Regions from separate parts of the Hordeum vulgare genome. Here all the other regions are linked to region 3. A link is a contact called in public Hi-C data. All regions are on one chromosome and are shown on one strand. The core of a region is the stretch at or near the end of the contact, and the rest is flanking DNA. Distances in the headings are between cores, read along the strand shown.

Evidence for each region. Hi-C and Micro-C count contacts between places; a contact is called where the count stands out from the background.
Region 1: a Hi-C map of leaf shows a contact between it and region 3, with 2.9 times the contacts expected there. The contact joins two enhancer-like sites. A contact is called at or near these places in 2 of 6 Hi-C or Micro-C datasets (leaf and seedling).
Region 2: a Hi-C map of leaf shows a contact between it and region 3, with 4 times the contacts expected there. The contact joins the promoter of LOC123405738 here to the enhancer-like site in region 3. A contact is called at or near these places in 3 of 6 Hi-C or Micro-C datasets (leaf and seedling) and 1 of 1 datasets of contacts at active chromatin or transcription factors (embryo).

The regions. Positions count from the first base shown.
Region 1 is chr6H:522,418,744-522,422,788 of MorexV3_pseudomolecules_assembly, reverse strand. No RefSeq gene overlaps it. Among protein-coding and RNA genes, the nearest start is that of LOC123403564, 72 kb to the right of the region's middle. Within about 2 kb of position 1,773, at least 2 of the 3 cell types and tissues checked have open chromatin away from gene starts, as enhancers often do. A contact at or near this core is called in leaf, where this site is marked.
Region 2 is chr6H:522,746,060-522,750,139 of MorexV3_pseudomolecules_assembly, reverse strand. It overlaps LOC123405738, which reads right to left and starts at 1,658. Exons shown (of 2, transcript XM_045099314.1): 1 at 727-1,658. The coding sequence starts at 1,658. The coding sequence ends at 732.
Region 3 is chr6H:522,581,955-522,585,569 of MorexV3_pseudomolecules_assembly, reverse strand. LOC123402848 reads left to right here. Exons shown (of 19, transcript XM_045096809.1): 18 at 1-174; 19 at 248-1,274. The coding sequence ends at 415. Among protein-coding and RNA genes, the nearest start is that of LOC123402848, 17 kb to the left of the region's middle. Within about 2 kb of position 1,964, at least 3 of the 3 cell types and tissues checked have open chromatin away from gene starts, as enhancers often do. A contact at or near this core is called in leaf and seedling, where this site is marked.

The DNA of each region.
Region 1 (4,045 bases), core at 524-3,023, 160 kb after region 3:
CATATGGATAGGAGTAGCGGCAAATGTTGTCAAGATGGTGGATTCAGACATATTATTGTACTACTTTGTAAGCTCCTCGGGAATAATCAATAAAATGGTCGTATGCATCTCCCAGATGCAGAGACCGCGGGTCATCCTTCTTTTCTAAAAAAAAGCTTGTTGAACGACATACCTCATTAGTTATTTTGTAGTCATAGAATTGCTACATGACATGTCATTGAGGTTCTCAAACATTCATAAGGGCGTCTTTGAAGAAGGTATCGATTTTCTCAAAAGCTTCATGCTGTGCAGGATTAAGATCGCCGTCAGACATAAATTTGAATCATGAGAGTTCTAAATTTTAGTTGAACTTTGAGCCAAAAGCCTACTAGCAAAAATCCAACACGTCTTTCTCCCCCCGCTTCAAAGATTTACGCACTGCATCCAATGGTCCCAGAGGCGTTCGCCCGGAAAGTTTAAAAAGAATCTAACGTCGGATTTTTCAGCTTTTCCGAGAAAGAAACACATGTGCCAGCCGTAGAAGCTTCCATGCATGGCAGCTCTGGCAGGCCGGTAAGCGTGCGAGCAAAGCCTCCCCAGCTCCACCGAAAGATCCCTCATCCCTCCTCCGTACCACAACGGGAAAGGAAAAAGGCAAGGCAAGGCAAGGCAAGGCATCATGGCGATGCCCGCCCGCCACTATCACGGCATATGGCATATGGCGAGAGGGCACTTTTCCGGACCTGGCCTTGACTATCTCTCCCTCCCTCCCTCCCTCGGCTTTCCCCTCTGATCATGCATGGCCGCGCAACACGCGTGCGTTTGCTTGGCATCCCAGCGCGTGTATACGATCGGCATCCCGTCTCGACCGTGGGATGCGACCAGCGCGTGGACGGTGACGGCCACCAATGCAGTCTGATGGCGAGGCTTTTGGAAGGAATATTTGCCGGTGACGAGCGACGGCGACGACGATGATATGATATGGATCGATGATGGTGGCTCTCGATGGAGGCAGGGCGACGTTCGTCGCGTGCCTCCCGTGGCTCCGTCGCTCTCAGCGACAAGCGGCCGGGATAGATAGATAGATAGATAGATAGCGAGCATGTAGTGTATAGTACTGCCGATCGAATCCCTGCTGCACCACATCATGGCATCATCGACCACGACCCCACGAACATTGCCTCCTGATCGTTCGCGGCCACGCAGCACCCTTCTACGCACGAGAGCGACCACGAGCGACGGGTGGATCGAGCTGTGGTGCTGCTACGTATCCTTTGGAACCAAGGAACGCGCGGGGTACGTAGCAGCAGCTGGTTTCCGCTGCAGGAAGCTGCTTCTTGTGCAGGCCGGCCGGCCGTCGTAAAATGGTGGTCATGTCCGTCGTGCCCGTGAGGTCGTGAGGCAGTCTATGTAGCAGTATGGACACACGTATTTCTCCCGGTGATTCCGATGGCGTAACGATCGGACCGGTCGGTAGCGTTCTTGGCCCAAGATCGGCGACGGCGACGGCGACACGGGGAGTCCCGTCGCTGGCTTGTCCGTATAGGTTCGATCAGTAATACTTCCTCCGTTTCAAAATAATTGTTGCTGTTTTAATATAAAATCTGTAGTATTAAGTTAGAACTAAATTTGCGACATTTGTGATGACACAGACGAAGTAAAACATTCGTGGCTGGATCCACACGGTTTGTTCAATCAGCTAGTTCGGCCAAGACAACGGATGGGACTGGAGCCGTGCTCCCCCGGGCAGACAGCGCAAGGCACAGACCTGTGGCGCCATTCTTGATTTGCTGACGCACTGAATGACTGGCCTTGCAGATTGCATGGAACGGAGTTAGTGTTTGCTCGCACGGCACCCGCAGCTTGTGCCAGCATGCATGCGCTAGCTTATCGATTCGTCGTCCTCACGCTGTCATGTTACGGTCGCTGTCGAAGATGAGCATGTACAGCCCGGCGCCCCAAACACGTTCAAACTTTTGTCACGGTTACCAAGCGGCTTAAACGTACGTCCCGGCGCCTCAAACGCCGGACTGATTGGTATTTCTATATTCAGTTTAAATATAAAATGGATTGGAGCGTCCAGAGCGTTGGAACGCATCCGTCATTTTGGATCCGACTCAGGCTGGCCCACCCGACTTACATATAATTGTATTGATCTCATTCCTGCACCAAATCCTAACCACTCCACACAACTCTTCTCCATTTCACTTCGCCATCCAATCGTCCGTCTGGTGATCTCCGGTCTTCTCCGCCATGCCTGACAGTGGGTCTCACTCCGAACAGTCTGGATCCGTCGACTGGGATGTCATCCCGTGTCGGTGTCAATACTGACTGATCTCGAGTAGGGGGTACCAACTGTGAATCTTGGATCGATGGATAACAAGGAAAGAAGGAGACAATGTTTTATCCAGGTTCAGACCCTCTTGATGGAGGTAAAACTCTACGTTTTGCTCTTGTTTATATTGATGGTGTAGTCTCGATTACACAATTGATCTACCTCGAAAACGTATGTTGTGGTCTAAACCCTAAGAATAATGAGCATTTGAATATGAGATTGTCTATCAACTAGTCTGGCCTCGATTCCTATAATGCACCATAGGCCTAGGATAACAAGAGTCCTAATCGGCTAGTGAGTATAGAGGAGTCCTTGTCTTGATCATCAAGTCTTATAAAATCTTTCTCGTATATGTCAGTGGCTGCCCGAAGTAGCCGACGAATCCGACCCGTAGAGATAGACCGACGGCCCGAGGACCCCCTAGTCCCGGACTCCCTCAGTAGCCGCCGAACTAGCCACCAATGCCATAGTCTTGATCCTCAACATCTTCACGCGTCGAAAGTCTTCGGCCTGTGGGGCAAGTTCTTCTCCCCATTTATGATCGGCCAACACCAGTTCGGGCACCGATGAGTTCCCGATTTTCGAGCATAGTTCTTCAAGTTGAGGATGCTCCTGGGTTCTTCCGAATTGTTCTTCATTTTCGTTTGAAGGTCTTGAAAACTAATTCAACAAATCTTTCCATCTCTAATCTTGAGAATCACCGGGTGAATCCGAAGAGTTCACGCGTCGGGCATCCGAGGAGCCCCTTTAAGTTATCGGCCGTTATTAATGCCTTGTAACTTTTCATGCCACGCCTCGGGTTTGAAATATTTCCCGTGCGACGATATCCTCTTGCGTCCAAGATCAAACGTCAAACTGCATTCGAGGTGTCCACTTGCGTCCAAGCTCCAATGCCGGACTTGCCCTCTATGAGGCAAGCCACTTGCATCCAAGCTTTATGCCGGACTATTTCCGAAATAGTGCACCACCTTAGCCATGGGCTATTTTTTTGTTTTAAAATTGGTGAAATTTATTATCTGTCGAGATGTATAACCAGCAACCCTCAAGGTGCGTGTTGGGCTAAAAAAGGGGATGCACCTCAAGGATACAATATAACCACTAACTCTAGTAGCCCCTAAGATTCAGGTCGATTCGCGAAATCGCCCAGATGATCAATTTCTTGTTTGAAATATGCACTAGAGACAATAATAAATTAGTTATTATTATATTTCTTTGTTCATGATAATCGTTTATTATCCATGCTATAACTGTATTGATTGGAAACACAAATATATGTGTGGATACATAGACAAAACATTGTCCCTAGTAAGCCTCTAGTTGACTAGCTCGTTAATCAAAGATGGTCAAGGTTTCGTGACCATTTACAAGTGTTGTCACTTGACAACGGGATCACATCATTAGGAGAATCATGTGATGGACAAGACCCAAATTATAAACGTAGCACGTGATCGTGTCATTTTGTTGCTATTGTTTTCTGTGTGTCAAGTATTCATTCCTATGACCATGAGATCATGTAACTCACTGACACCGGAGGAATACCTTGTGTGTATCAAATGTCACAACGCTACTGGGTGACTATAAAGGTGCTCTACAGGTATCTCTGAAGGTTTCCGTTGTGTTAGCATGGATCAAGACTGGGATTTGTCACTCCGTGTGATGTAGAGGTATCTCGGGGCCCACTCGATAATATAACATCACATACAAGCCTTGCAATCAATGTGACTCAAGTGT
Region 2 (4,080 bases), core at 409-2,908, 160 kb before region 3:
GAGTGAATCTATACTCTAAAGTGTGTCTATATACATCCGTATGTAGTCCCTTAGTGAAACCTCTAGAAAGACTTGTACTCCCTCTGTAAACTAATATAAGAGCATTTAGACTCTTATATTAGTTTACAGAGGGAGAGTATTTAGGAACGGAGGGAGTATTTGAGAATCGGGTGTGCATGGATATATCGAATTAAGGGTTACAGTACAGGAAAACTAAGAACTGAGGAGTTGCTGGCAATTTAGAACCGACATCATCAAGTCTAATGTACAAGATAAATAATTAAATCTAAGATCCAAGTTATGCAATTATCTGGGCTTAGTCGTGCAAACAAACCGAAACCAAGCTATTTTGGCACGATCGAGTTCAGATCTTTCGCAGTTTTTCCAACAAGATGTTACTTGGTTCGCACTGAAGTCTGAAGGGGAGCATAACTGCAGAATTTAACAGCACCTTCTAGCTGACGGGATAACAGTTGCTGCACTACCATTTATGACAAAATATTCTCATAGCGACATTTACATAACAGAACGCACATCAACTGAGTTGATGTGCTAATTTGGAAAACTCGATTTCCAAGCAATTTTACAACGCGAATCTACTGTAATTGACCCTAACAGGCACTGAATAACAGAATGCACAGCAGCTGTAAGATGATTACCCAGCAAGAAGTTGTTAAACTGGTGAAGCAAATAGCATACTAGCAGACCAGATGCAACATGTCATACCCGAGCTAGGGGCCGAGGCCCTTAATGGCCTCAAGGAGCAGGCCGTAGACCTCCTTGGCCAGATCATGCCGCTTAATCTGCGAGTGCACTTCTGCATCCAGCTGCCGCCTCCACTTGGCTTCGATCCATCTCGCGTCTTCTGTTGCTAGCTTTGACAGCCCCTTCTCCAGGGACACGCCGGACAGCGCGGGACCATCCGTCTTCCAGTACGCATCGAGCACCTCGGTGGCCACCGGGAGCATGGCTGCCGCGTCTGGGACGGTGCCGCGCCCGCGCTCCTCCTCGTCCTCCTCGTCCTCCTCGTCCTCCGGCGCGTCGGGAGCCAGGTCGAAGTTGGCGCCCCAGACCTTCTTGCAGAGGTCGCGCAGGCGCTGCTCGTGCCGGCTGACGACCGCGGACGGCACGGCGTGGTCGAACTTGCTCTTGAGCCGCTTCAGCTTGTAGTACACCTTGGGCTGGTCGATGTGCGGGGAGATGGAGCCCCTGATGGCGTCGAAGAGCGCGCCCATGTCCGGGAGGCCCGGGACGCGGCCGTGGCGGCCGCGGAAGGCGGCGGCCGCGTTGAGGAGCGCGACCTCGTCGGCGTCGCTCCAGACCACGCCGTAGGATCTGGCGCCCGAGGAGGACGCGGCGGGCGCGCTCGCGGCGAGCGCGGCCAGCGCGGCGGCCTCCTGGAACGCGCGGACGGGCCTGCGCATGGCGGGCGAGGGCGAGGAGTCCTGGGGTGGCGCGCGGGCCCTGCGCTCGGCGGGCGCGGTCACCGCGTCGGAGCCCGGGGGCGCGCGGGGCCTGCGCGTGCGCTCGCTCCTGCGGGCGGGGGAGCCGCGGGGGCTAGGGTAGGGCTCCGGGCGGCCGTCGTCCGGCCGGGGCCTGGGGCGAGACGAGCGCTTCCTCGACCCCGGTGGCGACGGGGTCGCCGCGTCGGCCTCCATGGCGCTCCTGGCCGGCCGTTGCCTTGGATGGCGTGGGCGGGTGCGAGGCGTGGGCGCGTGCGAGTGCGGGGCGTGCGCGTCGTGGGCTCGTGAGGTTATCGAGTTGGGCGCTGTGGAGGCCGGGCTGGGGTGACCAGAGGGCAGACAGGCAGCAGAACTTGAGGGTGTGTTTGTTATCAAAAACAAAAAACAAAAAAAACTTGAGGGTGTGTTATAATGTTTGGTCTGCATTGCATGAAATTTAAAACACCTACGAACCAGGCCCAACTGCAACATCCGAATCGACAGTTTTTCGAAAGCCATACTCAGCCGAAGCAGGGAAGGGGAACGTGGCGCTGAGCTCGTGCGATCACGAAGGTGACACCAGCTCACGCGTGTCTTTGAAAAATCGGTGGGAAGATTTCGGCTCAACTCCCTCCGATTCGGCAGCTATTTAGCCCCCTTCTCCTCACCACCCAAACTCATGTCATCCTTCTCCTCCCTTTTGAGCTTTCCCGTCGTTGCGCATCGACGTCGACGAGCAGGTGAACGACGCACCTTTACCATTCGGCGGCCCACGGTGGCGACGACTTCTGTCCTCAACTTCTCCAACCGTTTCCCTGTCCCATCGAGCTGCACCATGACATCTGTGAGTTCAATCACCCATTTTCATGTGTTCGTTGCAGCTAGATCTAAGAGCATGTAGTGGTAGGGTTTGATATGCAAGCATGTGATAGGGTTGATTCGTGCGTCGATCGGTGAGCAGATGGTAGATTCTGATGTTGTGGTAGCTATTGGTGGTGGAATTCTAGCATGCTAGAGTAGTATGATAGTGATGAGCGTAATGGATGCATAGCTAGTTGTGATGTATGCTCCTCCTTTCGATAGGTCGCCCGGTACTGTGTGTGCTATGCTTACTCTCAGTGTGTGCTATGATTGTAGAACATGATCATGCAGACGGAAGAGCTTAGTCAGACCCTTGTCATGTCTGATAGCCAGTTCGGTGTGTCCTATGTCGAGGACCCCCACACCCTCCTTGACGAGCACATGCTTGCTGATTCAGAGGTGTCCGAGGTTTCAGCCGGTGGTTCTCGTTTTGTGTTAGTTCTGCTCGTCGAGCCAGTTGTTGTTGCTGTTGCCGCTACACTGATGGCAACCACAAAGAAAAATAATGATGGTAGGGGAACAACATGAAGTGTCAGCCGTTCATGTCCACGTTCGTGCTGAACAAGATGTATGAGATCATCTCTAGTGGGGATATGACTGACAAGGGCTTCAAGGAGGTGCACTTGAACACCGTTGCAAAGCGTATTTTCGACTTCTCTGGCTAGGAGGTGACTGCCACCCAGGTGTACAACCACCTCATGAAGCGGAGAGCTCGATGGATCCAAGTGTCCAAGCTAAGATACCTTAGCAGTGCCTCGTGGTATCATAACACTTCCTCTGTCATTTTGGAGGCACATCATCACACTAGCCATGTCGCGGTTAGCTCACACGCCCTTGTTTTTCGCACTAGCAACCATTGCTTGCTCATAACTAACAATGTTTGTGTTTATTTCTTAGGACCACACCAAAGACGCTGAGTTCCTTAACACACCCATCCAGAACTACAATCAGATGCAACAAATCTTCTAATTCGGGCTGGCAAGCGTCAAGCATGCTATCATGGTTTTGTCACGGCAGATGTCCTAGCGATAGGACTAAGTCTAGGAGCCATCGCAACTAGGTGGTTACTTGGATGGGGTTGATCGAGAACGAGAGACAAGGGTTTACCCAGTTTCAGCCCCTCCGATGGAGGTAAAAGCCGAAGTCCTGCTTTTGTGTTATTGATGATGATCTCGATTACAAGGATGCAGAATCTCTAACCTAGGTCTCGAGGATTTCTAACTTGTCCTTCCTACCTTAGGGGCTCCCCTTTGTATATAGGTAGAGGCCCTGAGTTATAACAGAGTCCGCGTCGTACTACAGCCCGTAACCCAGTTAATTCCTACTCATCTTGTCTATCAAGTATGGTAAACGTGTGACGCTTTCCTTTTATGAGATGGCCTGCCAAGTACAGGCCCATGAGCCAGCCTTCTTGCATAATCCTCCTTCATGGACCTGGGCTTCTGGACCTCTAAGGCTTGCGGTTGATCAAGCCTTGAGCTGCTACCTTGACAACCGGGTTAACTTCCTGGCGGGTTATCATGTGGGGTATATCCCCAACATTAGCCCCCGGTTTAGCTTGGGTTTACACATGTTAAACTCCATCTTAAATATGATTGGAAAACCTAAAACTTGAAACTTAACTTTGGGCTTTGTTCTCAAGCTCGTATTTCTCTTCTCTTTGTTGTTGATGCTTCTTCAGGATCAGTAGTGTGCCGGCTCATTTCCCTCGTCTAATACTTAGCTTCTTTTTCAACCACTTCCATAATGATGTCATCCTGCTGACCACTGATGTGGA
Region 3 (3,615 bases), core at 715-3,214:
CCCCTTAATAATAGAGATGCTGAGGGAAACACAGCTGATAGCTCAAGGACACTGATATCTTTCAAACGGAAGTTGAGTGAGAGGGGGCCACTTGCTGGTAAGCGACTTCCACAGAGATCAGTGAATGCCCTACAGAAATTGGAAGATGGAAAACAAAAAACAAAAGATAATAAGGTTTGTACTGTTTTCTTTGCAGTTGTTCAGTTATTTCTGGCACCAAGCTAACGCACAACGCATGATTTTGCAGCAGCCGGAAACCTTTCAAAAGGAGCTGGTTATGACATCTGATCAAGCTTCCACACAGAACCAACGCCTTCCAAAGGGATATGCATATGTACCCCGTGATTCTCTTTCTAAAGAGAAACCATGGAAACGAAATACACAGACCCATGAACCACAAGAGCCTGGTGGATAGGAATAGCTGAAATCCACAAAAAAATCGCATGCCTAGTGTTGTCAACTGAAAAGCACAAGCATCAAGCGGTGCTGGCCTGTGCTTTTGCTGCAAGGATTACCAAACTAATTGGAATCAAGCTGTAGAATGATGCAAACCAAACTAGTTGTGAATGAGTGTTTGGTATGAGCTGGGGTGACTTGGATGAATGGAAACATAGGTGCAATTCACCTAGCAGGGCTATACAAAGATGCCTGTCACCTGTGTATATAGATTTGTCTTTTAGAGTACAGATTTTGTAAATTTGCCTTGTACATTCCTACCTTTACAAATGCATAGTTTAGTTATGCAAAAGAGAGTGAGAATTGCCATTCCGTTTTGGCTGTAGAAGAAAATAAGGGACCTGGAAAGACTTCCGGGATGGCATTCCACCTGTGACTGGGACGCATTTGGTAATATCTAACAAGATCTGATTCATGTTATTTGTAGGAATGGAGACAGTGAAAGCAGTCTGATAGACTGGACCAGCTACTAATGTTGAGCAGGCAGTTACGGTGAGAGCCGGTATAGCACAGGCCAAGGTTGAATTGGTCCTTTTTTTGCGTTTGATTGGTACCAGGGAGTATTTATCTAGGATTAACATGATTTATGGTGTCAAGCAAGACAACAGCAAAGGGGAAGTTAACATGTCTGCCAGATTCTCAAGTTATGTGCTGGGATTCAGATATTTTGGTCTGAGACAGGTGTTTTCTGCTTGCCGTCCAGATTTGTAAAGTTTGGGTCAAATGTTGTTGGGTGGTGCTGCAAGCAACACCCACTGGCAATGTAAAAACATCTGTTCAGTTTTGTAATGGTAATTGGTGCCATTAATTGTGCTTGAGCCCTGACAGTTGGTGCCTGCTGTATGTTTCCAAGTGGTGATGGGCCTGGACACTGGAGCCAGGCATATCATGTTGTTTGTATGTATTCCTAAAGAAACGCTGATGTGGCGATTTGGCGCGGAGTCTCTTCAAAATTGTCGTTTCCCGTTTGTAGCAGTGCCAGGCTTCTGTCTGCTGTTGCATTTGGCTTCTGGGTCCTTGCTGCGTCAGATACATAGTCTCAGATACTATATGCGTGCAGATGCACTGCAAGCGCTGTTCCTGTTGCGTAGTGGTAGTATTTGGTTTGTTCCTGCTGGTGATTCACCCTTTAGCCGGTGTCTTGGGGTTGGAACAAACGACCTTGCTTTCACCACTAGGCAAAGCATGTCATCTGTGCTGTGCACTTATTTCGCCACCTCTCCCTCGTAGGAACAAGCTTTTGGTGTGCTGTTGAGACGTTTGCTTGTGGCATAAAAGCAAGCCATTCATTCACGAGCTTCCAAAAACGGGCAACTGCCTCGTGTCCTTGCCGAATCTCCTGCTGGTGAATCACGTACGGTGTCACTTGGTTTCTCTGACTACAAGCGCACACAATGGCAATGGCAAAGCTTTTGGAAGCAAGGAATACTTGCTGCCTGCAGCCCGTGGCTCCGTCGCTCTCATCGCCAAAGCGCCAAGCGGCCGGGATAGATAGATAGATAGATAGCTATAGAGCACGCACGTACCGCCGATGGAATGTCGTCCAATCCCTCCTACGTACTGTACATAGCATTGCCTCTTGATCCAGGTCCTTGGCGGCCACGCAACGCCTCTCTCCACGCGCTGTGTCCACGACCACGAGAGCAGCCGCGAGCTGCCTACTGTACATCAGTGCATGATGACAGGAGCACCGTGTGGGCTCTGTAATGAACGCGCGCGCGTGGTAAAACTGGTTTTTCGCATAGCTTAATTCCCAGCTGCATCTGACAGGCCGGGGTAAACTGTCCGTCATGTCACGTCAGCCGTGTCTCTCTCTGTGAGGCGGCCTGGCGGGCGGTATGAACACGCGCGCATTTCTTTCTTCCGGTGATTCCGACGGCGCGATGCATGATATGCCCGACCGGTCGGTAACGTTGTTGGCCGACGATCGGCGACGGGTCCCGTCGCTTGTCGTCCTAGGTTCGCAATGCAACTTGGTGGCCGGATCGACACGGTTTGTTCAATCGACCGGTTCAATCGAGACGACGGATAGATGGGACGGCCGCCGTGCTCCGCCGGGCACAAGAGCAGGCCTGTGGCGCCATGCATTCTCCCGCTTGCAAGCTAGTAGGAGTGGCAGCCAGGCGCTAGCTCGAGATTTTGCTGACACGCAGTCTGAATGGACCGTTGCTGAATTTCTACCACACGGTGTTGCAGATTACTACATGGAACGGAGTTACTGCTTCGCTCGCACGGCATCCGCAGCTTCTGCATGTTACATGCATGCATGCATGCATGCACGCACTTGTGTGGTCATCGTCACGCTGTCTTGTACACTATGGCCGCGAACGCGCCACGATGTCGGCCGATGGTGTTGTTTCTTGTAGGTCAAGTACAAGAATGAGTCGGACCCGAAAAGAGGAGCGATCGATTGGGCCGGAAAAAGAGTTCCCGCGGGCACACCAAGTTGATTGAAAAAAGAAAAGAAAAGTTGATTGATCATCGGTCGTGCGACGTCGCCTCCGGCTTTTTATCGTGGCGGTCGAGCTCCACGGATGGATCGCTTTTCACCCGGCGAGAGAGCGAAGCCAGTGCCAAAGCAGACACTTCGTGAACAAAGCGAGTAACAAAACTCAAAATTCATCTTGGTGGCACGCGCAAACTCATGACCTAATTAAAGTACGTTTAACTTAAGTGCCACCCAAACCAAGCCAGTGGTGAAGTACGTACGTACGTACATGCCGTGCAAAGGTTTGCACGGCTATCTACTCATCAAGAGCCGACGGACGGCATCTATGCGCGAGCTAGCAAAGGGAGCGGTCGTGCCCACGTGTTGGTGCAGGTAAATCATACCCTTTTTTTTTTGTTTTTTGCGGAAGGTAAGTCATACCCATTTTTTTTGCGGAAGGTAAATCATACCCATTTAATGTCATTTTTAATCTAACTAAAGTTAAATCCATTATTTCTTTCATTCAAAATCAATTAAAGTTCAATACATAAGCATGGGTTTAAACCCAATACAAACTATGAGTTTGCGTCAACGTACATATGATTGCATAGATGGACATGTTAAGAAGCAAATGAGATAGAAAAGACATAAATGCATCTACAACAGTTTGGAAATAAAATTATCCTTAAGATACATTCAACACACAACAAAAGACAAAAAGGGCTAAAAAC